Regions from separate parts of the Sus scrofa genome. Here all the other regions are linked to region 2. The links are chromatin contacts, called in public Hi-C and promoter capture Hi-C maps. All regions are on one chromosome and are shown on one strand. Each heading gives the region's core, a stretch centred on a gene start, on an enhancer-like site or on the middle of the called end of the contact. The rest is flanking DNA. Distances are from core to core; before and after follow the strand shown. Region 1 has its middle 23 kb from the start of XPA. Region 2 overlaps TRMO (tRNA methyltransferase O). Region 3 holds the start of XPA (DNA repair protein complementing XP-A cells).

The links. Promoter capture Hi-C pulls out the DNA fragments that hold promoters and counts their contacts. Hi-C and Micro-C count contacts between places; a contact is called where the count stands out from the background.
Region 1: a Hi-C map of liver shows a contact between it and region 2, with 4 times the contacts expected there. The contact joins two enhancer-like sites. A contact is called at or near these places in 9 of 47 Hi-C or Micro-C datasets (adipocytes, alveolar macrophages, embryonic fibroblasts and 4 more) and 1 of 2 datasets of contacts at active chromatin or transcription factors (alveolar macrophages).
Region 3: a contact with region 2 is called in a promoter capture Hi-C map of liver, with 7 times the contacts expected there. The contact joins the promoter of XPA here to the enhancer-like site in region 2. A contact is called at or near these places in 2 of 5 promoter capture datasets (fetal liver and liver), 9 of 47 Hi-C or Micro-C datasets (embryonic fibroblasts, heart right ventricle, liver and 4 more) and 1 of 2 datasets of contacts at active chromatin or transcription factors (alveolar macrophages).

The regions. Positions count from the first base shown.
Region 1 is chr1:239,589,672-239,594,370 of Sscrofa11.1, reverse strand. No RefSeq gene overlaps it. Among named protein-coding and RNA genes, the nearest start is that of XPA, 23 kb to the right of the region's middle. Within about 2 kb of position 1,785, at least 4 of the 83 cell types and tissues checked have an H3K27ac peak or open chromatin away from gene starts, as enhancers often do. A contact at or near this core is called in liver, where this site is marked.
Region 2 is chr1:239,764,419-239,769,004 of Sscrofa11.1, reverse strand. TRMO (tRNA methyltransferase O) reads left to right here. Exons shown (of 6, transcript NM_001243624.1): 6 at 1-341. The coding sequence ends at 161. Among named protein-coding and RNA genes, the nearest start is that of TRMO, 20 kb to the left of the region's middle. Within about 2 kb of position 2,979, at least 2 of the 83 cell types and tissues checked have an H3K27ac peak or open chromatin away from gene starts, as enhancers often do. A contact at or near this core is called in liver, where this site is marked.
Region 3 is chr1:239,565,618-239,570,203 of Sscrofa11.1, reverse strand. It overlaps XPA (DNA repair protein complementing XP-A cells), which reads left to right and starts at 1,615. Exons shown (of 7, transcript XR_301366.3): 1 at 1,615-1,837.

The sequences.
Region 1 (4,699 bases), core at 536-3,035, 170 kb after region 2:
GCACGGCAATGCCAGATCCCTCACCCACTAAGTGAGGCCAGGGATTGAACCTGCATCCTCATGGATGCTAGTGGGATTCGTTTCCGCTGAGCCATGACAGGAACTCTCACTCCATTATTCTTTTTTTTTTTTTTTTTTTTTTTTTTTGCCATTTCTAGGGCCGCTCTCGCGGCATATGGAGGTTCCCAGGCTAGGGGTCCAGTCGGAGCTGTAGCCACCGGCCTACACCAGAGCCACAGCAACGCGGGATCCGAGCTGCGTCTGCAACCTACACCACAGCTCACGGCAACGCCAGATCCTTAACCCACTGAGCAAGGGCAGGGATCGAACCTGCAACCTCATGGTTCCTAGTTAGATTCGTTAACCACTGCGCCACAATGGGAACTCCTCACTCCATTATTCTTAAGAAGAAAAGACTTTCTACATAAAACTTTCCATTATAAACATAATACATTCTCACCACATAAAATCTGGAATATATAGAAAAAAGCAATATGAAAAAAATTCTCATAATCCCAACAGTTTCTTCTAGTTTTCTAGCATTTTCTTCTAGACCTTTTTTTTTCTCTGCATACTCATTTTTCTTATGTTAGTGTTAGTTAGAATGATTATCCTTGGTTAATATCTGTAATTTGACAATGTACAGTGATCTTTATTGATCTGTAAATGCCACTCCCCCCCGACCCCAATCTTTATGCTTTTCTTTCACAAGATGAACTAGGTATCTTGTTGTGCTGGAGAGTAAGGCAGTGCTAAAAGAAAAAAAAAAAATGGGGGGCAAGTCAAAAAGACATGGGAACTATCTTGAATAGGCTCCAACTAGCCAAATATGGGATAATTTGAGCATCAAAATAATTAAGAAAATATGGAATAGTAAACCATTGAAAAAATGGGAATCTATGAATCTGTACTGATAATAAATAGATGAATAATAAGTGGGTGAATACATAGAGGAGAGGAAAGGGCTCTTGCTTTCAGTAAAATGCTAACCAGTAAATGTGAAGGAGTGCTAAGGTTGGAAGATTAGCTTTTTGCAACCATCATGGTTAAGCTTGGTAGGAATAAGAATCATCATGCTGGCAGGAGCTCTTTAAGCTGAAATGAAAGGATGCTACTTAGTAACATGAAAACAAATGAAAGTATTAGACACACTGGTAGTTCCAAGGTCTCTGTTATAGTTGATTCTAGACCATTTAATTTGTTTCAAGTGAAAACTGATTGATTCTTTTAAACTCTACTGTGTTTATCTGTCTGTCTTGTCTATCTATCATATTTATCTATCTATCTATTGACCTGTCTGTCTGTCTATCTATCTATCTATCCATTCCTGGTGCCTCTAGATGTGAGAGAAGGGACACAAAGTGTTGGATATCCCTAGTTGTTGTAGGGCAAGGTGGCCAAACCTCCTTTCTGCCTCTTTCTGCTAATTCAGATAGCACTTCCCCTGTCCCACCACCATGTAAATAGCTTTGTTTCTCCAGATAGTATATTTTGTTGTTGTATTTTTTTAATGATAGGTAAAAAGAAAGAAGACATTTGATTTTGGAGAGTGGTAGACATTTATTAGAAACCTCCCACGTTGTTTTGCAGTTTCATACATTTTAGAAAGAATAAAGTCCAACTCAGGGAGACAAATATTTGAGAGTTATGTGTTGATTTAAGGGATGTTTACCCAAGCCAGGGGAGAATCATTTGCCACTAAAAGGTTCCCCATGCCCTGTCCCCTTCACCATGTCTCCCTGCAGAAGGTCAAGTGGACTTATGCACAGGCTCATTCCCCGCATACCTGATCAAAGGGCACACAGGGGTGGGAGACGTCACTGCTGTCAGGAGCAGCCGGCCAGTGGGGATTAGGATCAGAGGCCCATAGTTGCGGGGTAATTCACATACCCCATGCCCTTCCTTCAGAGGCAGAGGATCAGGACTTGTATCCATTGTGGATAGAACTTTAGAAAAAGAAACCGGGAGACCTAAGTCTAGCCATCATCAAGACCAGTGACCTCAAATGACATTCGCATGCTTTATTATGGTTTATCACATATGTCTCATCAGCCTTCTAAAGAGAAAAGGGGTATCTCTTGAAGGCTGAGTTCCAGCCCCAGATCAGCTGCTAACTCGTTGGGTAATCTTGGGCAGGTAAGTTGCCTTTTCTGGGACCCTGTTTCCTCATTTGTAAAATAAGTGATGGAGTAGGTAATGTTTAAATTGGTCTCTGGCTCTTCCTTTGGAACCCAGCTGACAACTCTGAGAGAGGTAGGGAAAAGCACATTATTCCATGTCACAGATTTTAAAAACTAAGGCTTCCAATGAGAGCAGTGTGGAGGTTCCTTAAAAAACTGGGAAGGGAGCTGCCATGTGATCCTGCGATCCTACTCCTGGGCATATATCTGGAGAAAACCATCATTTGGGGGATGAATGCACCCCACTGTTCACTGCAGCATGTTTATGGTGGTCAGGACATGGAAGCAGCCTGGGTGTCCATCATTGGAGAAGATGTCGTGTATATGAATATTGCTCAGCCATCAAAGGGAGAAATTTGCCATTTGCAGCAACATGGATGGACCTAGAAATTATTATGCTGGGTGAAATGGGCCAGAGAAAGACAAATATATCATATGATGTCATTATAAGTGGAATCTAAGAAAAAAAAAAGATGCAAATGAACTTAAGGAACAGAAATAGACTCACAGACATAAAAATAAACTTATGGTTACCAAAGGGGAAAGGGGAGGGGGGTGGAGGGATAAATTAGGAGGTTAGGATTAACACTGGTATATGTAGACTAGATAACCCACAAGGACCTACTCTGTAGCACAGGAAACTATACTCAGTATTTTGCAATAACCTATAAAGGAAAAGAGCCTGAAAAAGAGAGAGGGAGAGAGTGTGCGTGTGTGTATGTGTGTGTATCTGAAACTAAATCCCTTGATGAACACCTGAAGCTAACACAACATTGTTGTAAATCAACCATACTTCAGTTAAAAACATTTGGAGCTCCCACTGTGGCACAATGGGATCAGCAGCATCTTGGGAGTGCTGGGATGCAGGTTTGATCCCCAGCCCTGCACCGTGGATCTGGCATTGCTGCAACTGTGGCCTAGGTCACGACTGCAGCTTGGCTGTTATCCCTAGCCTGGGAGCTCCACATGCTGCAGGGCAGCCAAAAATGAAAAAAAAAAAAATGTTTACAAAAAAAACAAAACTGAGACTCACATAGTGGCAGAGTCTTGGCCAAAGTGTGAGTTGGAATTCCCTAAGTCCTGTGTTTTTCTGTTATATTTAAGGCCCTATTGCATAGTTGCCTTTGGAATTTTTATACTGCAAAATCATTGCAGGTGAAGAAACAGTGCAGATGAAGGCCCAGAATCCTGTCTTTGTAGCCCAGGCACATCCGTTTCTCTCTAATGCTCATTACTTTTTCTTTATGGGTTTCAAAAAATTGGCTTATGGATGTTATATAACCTTGGTTTTCCATCGACACTGAAAGAAGAACCCACAAACAGACAGTCCAAAATAATCCTGGAATGTGACAAGAATGCAGCCATCTCTGGCTTGTCAGCAAAATTCCAAGTGGAGAAGTGCTAAGCTGAGAAGTGCCCCCAACAGGCCATGCAAGTAGTAGTGACAGTAGTTTGCAAGATGGGATCTTTCTAGGCAGCTGTATATCAGTCTCTGCTGTGAGCTTCACCCTCGTCATCTGATTTAATCCTCGCTGCAGTCCTAGAGATATGAAACATCATCACTCCCACTATAGAGGGGAAGCCAAAGCCCGTTTAGGTTGGGGAGCTTGTCCAGAGAGCTCTCTGTGTTCGTGGTAGAATTTGGAATGTGGGAATTCCCGTCGTGGCGCAGTGGTTAATGAATCCGACTAGGAACCATGAGGTTGAGGGTTCGGTCCCTGCCCTTGCTCAATGGGTTAACGATCCGGCATTGCCGTGAGCTGTGGTGTAGGTTGCAGACGTGGCTCGGATCCCGTGTTGCTGTGGCTCTGGTGTAGGCTGGTGGCTACAGCTCCGACTGGACCCCTAGCCTGGGAACCTCCATATGCCGCGGGAGTGGCCCAAAGAAATAGCAAAAAAGACAAAAAAAAAAAAAAAAAAAAAAGAATGAACCACGTCTGTCTGTCTACAAGTATAAAGTCTATTTTCATTGCTCCGTGAGCACATGCTAACTTCCAGATTATTTTGGGGAAATTTGCAAATCTCTAGTGACACACACATACACACACGATTTAATGGTCATTTAATGGGAAGAAAATGGTGGCTGGAGATCGTGGAAAGGAGGCAGATTTCCTCTTTTACCCTTTCAAAATGAGGACCCTTATGTATGTCTTACCAATTCAAATGAATTAAATTTAACAAAAGGTGACCGAATGTATTAGTTTCTTGTAGCTGCTGAAACAAATGACCACAGCCTTGTTCTAAGCCTTCGTGTGTTAAAACCACAGACTTTTATTCTCTTACAGTTCTGGAGGTCTGAAGTCTGTAATCGAAGGGTTGCAGGGCTTCACTCCTTCCTGAGGCTCTCTGGAGAATGCATGTCTTGCCTCTTCCAGCTTCTCGTGGCCTCATGCTTTCCTTAATTTATAGCCACATCACTCTAATCTCTGTGGTGCCATTGCTTCTTCCTCCTCTTCTCTATCTTGTAAGGATACAAGTGATTGCGTGTAGGGTTGTCTGAATAATCCAGGGCTAGATCT
Region 2 (4,586 bases), core at 1,730-4,229:
GGAAACTCTGCCAGGATCGCCTTTTCTACTTCACAGTAGACATAGCACACGTCACCTGCTGGTTTGGTGATGGTTTTGCAGAGGTACTAAAGATCAAGCCAGCTTCTGAACCTGTTCAGATGAGTGACGCTGCAGAGTCCTTGGTGTCTCTGGGATCGTGAGTAGCCTCCGTCACGTCTTTAAAATGGATGAATTGAAGTTCCCATCGTGGTGCAGCGGAAACGAATCTGACTAGGAACCATGAGGTTGGGGTTTGATCCCTGGCCTCGCTCAGTGGGTTGAGGATCCAGCATTGCCATGAGCTGTGGTGTAGGTTGCAGATGTGGCTTGGATCCTGTGTGACCGTGGCTGTGGCATAGGCTGGCAGCTATAGCTCCGATTCGACCCCTTGCCTGGGTGTGGTCCTAAAAAGCAAACAAAAAAACAAACCAGAAAAACAGCTAAATTGACTTCGGGTGTGGCTGTTGGATTTTCTGTACAAGTTAATGATGTACCTTTTTTGTTTTGTTTGGTTTTGTTTTTTGGCCACCCTACGGCATATGGAATTCCTGGGCCAGGGATCAGATCTGAGCCACAGTCTTGACCCAAACCGCAGCTGTGGCAACACCAGATCCTTAACCTACTGTGCCAGGCTGGGGATCGAACCTGCATCCCACAACTCCCAAGAGGCCACTGATCCCGTTGCACCACAGTGGGAACTCCAGTGATTTATCTTCCTTGTAGAAAGAAGCAGCACTTTGTGATCCCATTGCTTTGATTGACTTGGGTTGTTCAGAATATTTATTTGAAAAACATGTATTTTAATAAAAACTAAGAAAAAATTTGGAGAAATCACCGTATGACTGATTGCTTTTGATCTATTAATATTGAAGAATCCAAAGGTAATGCTGTCTCCATGTTTTCTGAAAGAAGCCAATTGTTCTTAGCACTTGATAAAACTGGGCTTAAGCTGGGGGGGGTGGTGTGTGGATGTGTTCAACAATTATATCGTTTCTTTTGTTTGAAAAAGCCTGACCTCTGTATTCTAAATCAGACTGAGTTATAATATCTTAAACTAACAAATCAAAACCAAGCTATTATAAAGATCTTTCAAGCTCAAACCCCAGTGTTTCAGACTCACACACATACAGACATGTATGTGTATATATTTAATCTTGATTCCAAAATAGAGACTCAAAGATTTCTTTGGATGTCTTTGTATCAGGAAAGAAAGTCACTTTGAGAAATCCAAGAAAGTAACTTAATTACTAGTTTATTTCATGATTGAGAGTTAGATTTTGGTGATAGAATGAGATGAAAAGGATGCACTTCTTGTTGCAAGTCGTAGTTGTGGAGAAAGAAGACACAAGCACATTGTTGTATTACAGTTAGATAAGTAGAGTAATTAAGTCTGTACATGGTTCCTGTGAGTACCACATGGGAAGCAGCTGCAAGAATGTATTGCCTATAGGTGATTTTAACAATGTGAGTGCAGACAGCTGGAGATTTATGATCAGCGTAACCAAATCAGACACCTGTCAACATGACAGAGGCTTTCCTAATCACAGCTGTAAATCTTAATAGCTGATTGATCATGGTTTTGAAATGAACCCAGCTGCCTGTGGATACTTGCACAGAGTCTTTAGTGGCTGATGACACTCCATGGCTGAAACAAACTGGGTTGTCTTTGCAGTTAGTTCGAACCTCTTGGGGAAGTATCTTTAATTTGATTTTTAAAAGCTTTTTATTTTGAGATAATTATAGATTCACAGGAAGCTGCAAAAATAGTGCTGAGGGCCCGTGTATCCTTTACCTAGCTTATTCCCGTGATAATATCTTACATAACTATGGTATCATGTTAAAACTAGGAAGTTGACATTGGTACAGTCTACCCTTTGCTCCAATTTTGAATTCTTTTCTCCTAAGTTTACCTTGACTCAGGTCTTGAAGTACAAATTTTGATATTTAATATGGAAAAAATAACTCTGAGGACAGTACCAACCAGCCTTCTAGCAAGGGGACTGTTCCGTGGTTTGGGGTTTTAATATACATTCTCAGGGTTTTAGAACTAAAATCCCAAATATAATTCAGCTTAGTGCTCTGCCAGCTCACTAGTCTCTTCCATGTTCCCAGTGTTTGGCCTTCTCCGCCTCCTTAAACCCAGCAGCGACGACCCTTCACCCCTGCCCAGGGAGCTCATTATTAAAGTGCTCTTCCTTTATGGGAGATCATATCTGTTCACTGATAACTCCACCCTCTAGTGCAGCCACAGGTAAAGCTGATCAGGTGCCCATGTTTTCTCATATAATATGTTCTTAAGCCTCATCCTACCCCCAATCCTTGAATCCCTGTCTGAACTTTTGTCTCTAGACAAGTATTTTCAGTGTCCTCTTGTGAGGAAATTTGGATCTCTGGGTCACAAAACTTCCATCCCTCAGAAAGAGAAATCATTTAAAGTAAATCTATTCTGGTCCATCTTGGAAACCCAAAAGAGAGAGATGCAAATGACATCCATCTTAGAGTTTAGCTTTTGCTTTTTGGTGCCTGTAGGGGGAGCCCTTGATAGCTTTCACCAGCTTGGCGATAAACTCCAGTTCAAGCTGTTTAGGTAATTTTGGCTTTCAGCCCACCTGCCCCGGCTTTCCAGAACAGTAACTTCCGCAAGAAATGCTGATACTTGTCAATCACATACAGGAAGAGATTAGAAGGATGGGTGCCATTTATTCAATTTTTAAATTGTAATTTGGCATAATGGGTGAGTTATTCCGGCACGTGGAGGCTGTGCACAAGCAGGTAGACTCATTAACGAAATCCATGAGTCGTGTTTGTCAACTTTGTTGGTTAGATTTTTATGATATGGTCCCAAAGGAGGCAGATGAGGACTCAGTAATAATGAAAATGTGTAGTAGTCCCTGAACTTTCAGCTTGTCCTTGGCACTGGGCTAATGCTTTCTCTGCATTGATCAGAGGTTAAGTCACGTGCTCAAGCTCACACAGCTGGTCAGCCAAGCAGCGAGGGTTTCAGTGCATGCAGCCTGGCTTCAGAGTTGGTTCCCTCCCCAGCTTGCCTCCCCCATCTGCAGATGCAGATGCTGCAGGTGCAGATGCTGAGCAAACCAAGCTGCTTTGTTTGAGGGTGGGCAGCTCCATATGCTGCAGAAGCTCCGGCTGCTTCACTTAGAGCGATGTTCATGGGAATCCAGTCACTAAATGGAGAGCAGGGAGAGGAATCAGGGCAGAACTGCCCATTCCCGCTGGTTCTGCCTGGAACCTCCTCAGAAGCAGTGTGGGAGGTGCCTCAGAAAACGTGCCACTCTCTGCTCTGCACTGTGCTAGCTGTGTGACCCTGAGGGAGTCACTGCTTCTGTCTCTACTTCCTGACCTCACAGAACTGTTACCAGGATGCTACTTGGGGAAGTATTTTCTTTTTCTTCTTCTTTTTGGCCGTACCTGTGGCATGTGGAAATTCCCAGGCCAGGGATCAAACCTGTACCACAGAAGTATCCAGAGCCGCAGCAGTGATAATGCTGGATCCTTAACTAGCTGAGCCACTGGGAAGTATTTTTAAACTCTTCCATGGTCTGTAAATGTAGGTCATTTTAAAATTATGCCTGTCAGCATCAACACCATTTCTCTGCCACTGTGCTCTGGCTTACCTGGCTAGACATGCAGACTCAGGAGAATCCAGGGTCCCTAAAATCTCATGTATGCATGGCCTTGTTTTATTATTATTATCATGACAGAAATTTTTTTTAAAGGACTTGTTTTAGCAAGTTACAGGATATTTTGCTAAGGGAATTATCACCAAGTGCTCCCTCTCCCACCTTAAGGACCCAGTGACAAGATGCCACCTGCCTACCTGGCTTTTCCTCCTGAGGTTGCACACATACCAGGAGCCACCTTCATTGCAGGTCCCCGCTCAGTCCCTTTCTTATGTATGATCCTTTTTAGCACCCTTTCTCTCCCACCTTCTTTCCTGATTTCAGCCCAGGTATTTCACAGTAGTCTCCCTTTCTTTTATAAGAAAGTAGAATTGGGAGTTCCTGTCATGGCGGTTAACAAACCTGAGTGGCATCCATGAGGATGCAGGTTTGATCGCTGGCCTTTTTCAGTGGGTTAAGGATCCGATGTTGCCGTGAGCTGTGGTGTAGGTTGTAGACGCAGCTCAGATCCCGTGTTGCTTTGTTCCTGGCGTAGGCTGGCAGCTACAGCTCCAATTGGACCCCTAGCCTGAGAACCTCCATATGCCGTGGGTTTGGCTCTAAAGAGACAGAAAGAAAAAAAAAAAAAGTAGAATTGTAATCATGGTGTGAAATTTTTAACGGAAGTTCTACCTCTGTGACAGAGAAGAGGTAAGCCATAAGGATTAAGGATTAAAGCTCAGTGAAATATAATAGGGATTTTTGGTCATTATTGACAATAAGGTTCCTCATCTAGGTAGCCACTGCATGACTTCCCAGCATCCTCACTATTCTGCTGTCTGCCCCTTCTCTGCCCTTGTGTGTTCCAGGAGATGCACCTCACAGAGGACTGAAGGTTTAGGTCCAGGAACATGACTGTGATCAAACACAAGAAAAAGCCTTTTCATTGCTCACAGTAGGGCAACA
Region 3 (4,586 bases), core at 366-2,865, 200 kb after region 2:
TTTGGGTATATGCCCAGGTATATGCTGGATCATATGGTAGTTCTATATTTAGTTTTCTGAGGATCCTCCATACTCTTTTCCATAGTCGTTGTACCAATTTACAAGGAATGCTCTACTTTTGTATGGGGGCATGGAAACCTGTATATGATTTGCACACATTTTCTCCCATTCTGTGAATTGTCTTTTCACTTTTTTGATAGTATCCTTTGATGTGCAAAACTTACTACTTATTTACTTATTTATTTATTTATTTGTCTTTTTGCCTTTTTCTAGGGCTGAATATGGAGGTTCCCAGGCTAGGGGTCTAATCAGAGCTGTAGCCGCCAGCCTACGCAAGAGCCACAGCAACTCGGGATCCGAACCGTGTCTGCGACCTACACCCACAGCTCACAGCAAATGCCAGATCCTTAACCCACTAAGGGAGGCCAGGGACCGAACCCGCAACCTCATGGTTCCTAGTTGGATTCGTTAACCACTGAGCCACGACGGGAACTCCAAAAGTCACTAATTTTTATTAAGTTAATTTATCTAATTTTATCCTGTTTGTGCTTTCGTTATCATATGAAACTTGAGATTTTATCATGGGACAAGATCAATGGATAGGGAGCGAGAGGAATTTGAGGGGAAAAGGAGTAGGGATGGTTTGAAATCTGTCTCCAGTTCAACTAGGAGATCGCAGCACTTATTTACTCTATAGAAGGTCCTCCAGCTTAGATATACATATAACTGATTGACTAAAACCACTAGGTTGTGCTTCTCAAACTGTGAATGTTAGGTATTATCCAGTGGGCCAGTTTGTTCTAAGAACTAGTCCCAATGGTATAAGTGGTAATTAGAACTTAATGTTTTCTGGCTTCAATTAAGTTTTATTGTCATAAAAAAATACATTTTTAGGAAAGCATGCCATATTTATTTTGCTTCATTTGCCACACTTTTGGGAAGTCAGGGTTTAGCTCAAATCCAAAGTAAGTTCATCCACACTCTAGAAATATTCCATGGAAAAGTTAGCCAAACTTACGCATACCAGCTTTGGTAATTGGTGCTGCCTTTGCCTTTTGTCACCCAGAGTTTAAACCCAGGTGTTCTCATTTCAAATCTATGACTCTGTCTAGGCCAGAATTTCAAAGTAGTCATACCAATCATCCGCTGATTTCTTTTGATTGAAACTACTGTTACTACTAACTGCCATCATTTTGGGAAGCTTTCTATGTGCCAGGCATTGTGCGGAAAGACTACATCTAATTTTCTCAACAACTCTATTAAGTGGTTCTGTAATTATCCTCATTTTACTACTGTTGAAACTGAACTCAGGGTAAGTGACTTACTGAAGGCCACGCAGATGGCAAGTGTCAGAACTAAGATTTCATCCAAGTCTGACTCCAATGCCCATGTGCTGAACCACCAAGCGAAGCTATTATTTTAAAGATGACTGGGTCCTGAACACTGATCTTGGAACCAGCCGGCGACTTCAGAGTTACAAAGCCAACAAGTAAACTCCGCTCTGACGCTTGCGCAGATTCCAACTACCGCTCCTTTCTGCAAGTCCTTCTCAAAATGCGCAGGCGCGCTCCCTACCGCCAGCGCGGAGGCGGGGCCTCGACCAGCTTTGGCGTTTCAATGCGCCTGCGTGGGGGCTATTGCCACAGTCTTCTGGGGAGGTTGGACATGGCGGCTGCTGAAGGGTCTTCATCTCAGCCGGCGGCTTCAGAACAGCCGGCGGAGCTGCCTGCCTCAGTGCGGGCGAACATCGAGCGTAAGCGGCAGCGGGCGCTGATGTTGCGCCAGGCCCGGCTGGCGGCCCGGCCTTACCCAGCGACGACGGCTGCGGCTACCGGAGGTTTGGACCCTAGCGGCGTCTGCCCCATCTCTCTCCTGGCGGACCTGGGGCCCCGTCCTTGGTGTGGCGACCAGACCCTCCCCCGCAGTCCTCGGAGGGATTCAGCTCAGCTGGCCTTGTCACAGCGGGGTGTCCAAGACCACAGGGCGACTTCTGACTCCCAGCCCTGGCCTTGCCTCACGGCACCTGGGCGGTCCAGCGGCCGTCCTTGGCTTGGGGATGCCGCCGCCCTCGCTGTCGGGAGGAGCCAGGCAATGTCTCCGTTCTCCTTTTCTGTTCTCTGCCTGCAGCTTCCACCAGTCCCGGGATGGTCTTTGTATAAAGCTTTTAGACCTCGTAACACATTTTAGTAATCCTGCACCTGCTTCCTTATTCATCCATTTAACGCAGGGTGATTGAGTGCATATTCCCTAATTGGCACACAGTGCTTGCTACGTGCTGGGCGCAGAGAGGAGCAAACAGACATTAGCTACTGACTCCGTGGGGCTAACCGAGTGACAACTGTTGTGTGTCAAAGTTTCCAAGTAGCTAATTTGGCTCTCACAGCTAACCTGAAAATAATTAGGGCAGGGTTTGGTATCCATGTTTTACTGAGGAGATAATTGAGCGCCAGAAAGCGACAGAGGTTTGCTCAGGTTCGTCTCAGCAAGTGCAAAGGCTAATCTGGACTAGAACTCAGGTCATCTGACCCTCGGTTCAAGGTCTTGTTCACCAGCTTCCTTTGCTATACTAAGCATTTCTCTCACCCTTAGGAAGAAAGGCTGTTATTCTTGTGTTATTCTTGTCTGGATTTCATCTTCCCTTTATTAGGACAGCCCTTGGCTGTGCATTTGTCTATTTGCTTATCATGTATGTGTTTATCATATAACTCTCCACTGGGATCAAGTGGTAGTCTTCTCCATGGTACCTAAAATATAGTTTGATTGACATGTGATTCTTTAGGACTGCCTCCATGACACGAAGCACCTGTGTTCCTCAACCAACTGTGTAGTGTGTGAGCAGTTGAACACAAAACTGTATCATCTACTTAACCCTTTCATCAGCCAGGAGTAAGGAAGAGTGAAAAGAGCTAGCTGGGTGTCTTGAGATTCATACTGACACTGAATCTGAAAACCCTAGCCACTTTTAATGGTTCTGGTCTCAATGCAAAAAATTGTTCATTTGCATTGATAAATTCATATTTATGATTCCATAAAGGTTTCAAGACTTGTACTAAATGGCTGTGGAACAGGGGTACAAAATAGAGCATAAACTGGTATTAAACTTCTGATAATGGAAAGCAAGGTAGTATGAATATTTTTTAAGATTTCCTGGGCATTTACCAAAGAACCAAATTGTGCTGTAACAGTGTATGCAACCTGCAGTGCTTCAAGAGCCGAGATTTTTATCTTTGTAGTACTTTTATTTCAATGTACTGTATAATTTCCACTTTCTGTGTGTGGTATGACATAAGCCATGAAAAAAGATGAGAAGTTGCTTAGAATATGTTGCTAAGAGTAGTGTTAAGGGCCTGGGGGGCATAGCAAGGCATAAGAGTAGAGAGAAACTGGGCTTTGTTTTTGGCATATTTTAGCATTGTTCAGGATCCTGATCAAATTATCATCTTGATTATTCCAGTTTCCCTTAATTCTCATTGCACTCATAGTCATTCTGATCATTTGCTACACTTCATGAAATCAGAATCATATTTTGGTACATTCATCCATTTCTATCCATTCAGCAAAATTCACGGAATGCTTAATTATTTTTCAGAATTAGAGAAAAATGGTTCAGTCTAGTGGAGGGATATATAAAAAGGTAGTATGAGAAGTACTGTTAACAGAAACAGTACTTATACTCTAATCCCCTTATTTTTATATTTTAAAAAATTTTATTGGCGTGTAGTTGACTTAAAATATTTTATTAGCTTCAGGTGTACGGCAAAGTGAATCAGTTTTTTATGTATTTCTTTTTGGGTATGCTGGTGGGAGTGGTGGTATTTCATTATAGTTTTAGTTTGTACTTTCCTAATTGCCAATGATAATGAGAACTTTCTTGTGGTCATTGGCTATTTGCATATCTTTTCTCTCTCTTTTTTTTTTTTTTTTGTCTTATTAGGGCTGCACCCATGACATATGGAGGTTCCCAGGCTAGGGTTCGAATTGGAGCTGCAGCTGCCAGCCTACACCACAGCCACAGCAATGCCAGATCCAAGCCACATCTGCAGCCTACACCACAGCTCATGGCAATGGCAGATCCTTAACCCACAGAGCAAGGGCAGGGATCGAACCCTTGTCCTCATGGATGCTAGTGGGTTTGTTAACCACCCAGCCACAATGGGAACGCCTATTTGCATATCCTCAGTTGTCAAGTTTCTATTTAGGTCTTTCGCCTTTTTTTTTTTTTTTTTTTTTTTTGTCTTATTAGGGCTGCACCCATGACATATGGAGATTCCCAGGCTAGGGGTCAAATCGGAGCTGTAGCCACTGGCCTACACCAGAGCCACAGCAAGTGGGATCCGAGCCGCGTCTGCAACCTACACCACAGCTCAAGGCAACGCCGGATCCTTAACCCACTGAACAAGGCCAGGGATCGAACCCACAACCTCATGGTTCCTAGTCGGATTTATTAACCACTGCACCATGACAGGAGCTCCTCCTTTTTTTTTTTTTAGTTGGGTTATTTGTCTTTTACTAATATATTGGATTTCATTATGTATTCTGGATATGAGTCCTTTTGTCAGATATACATATTGCAAATAGCCTCTCAC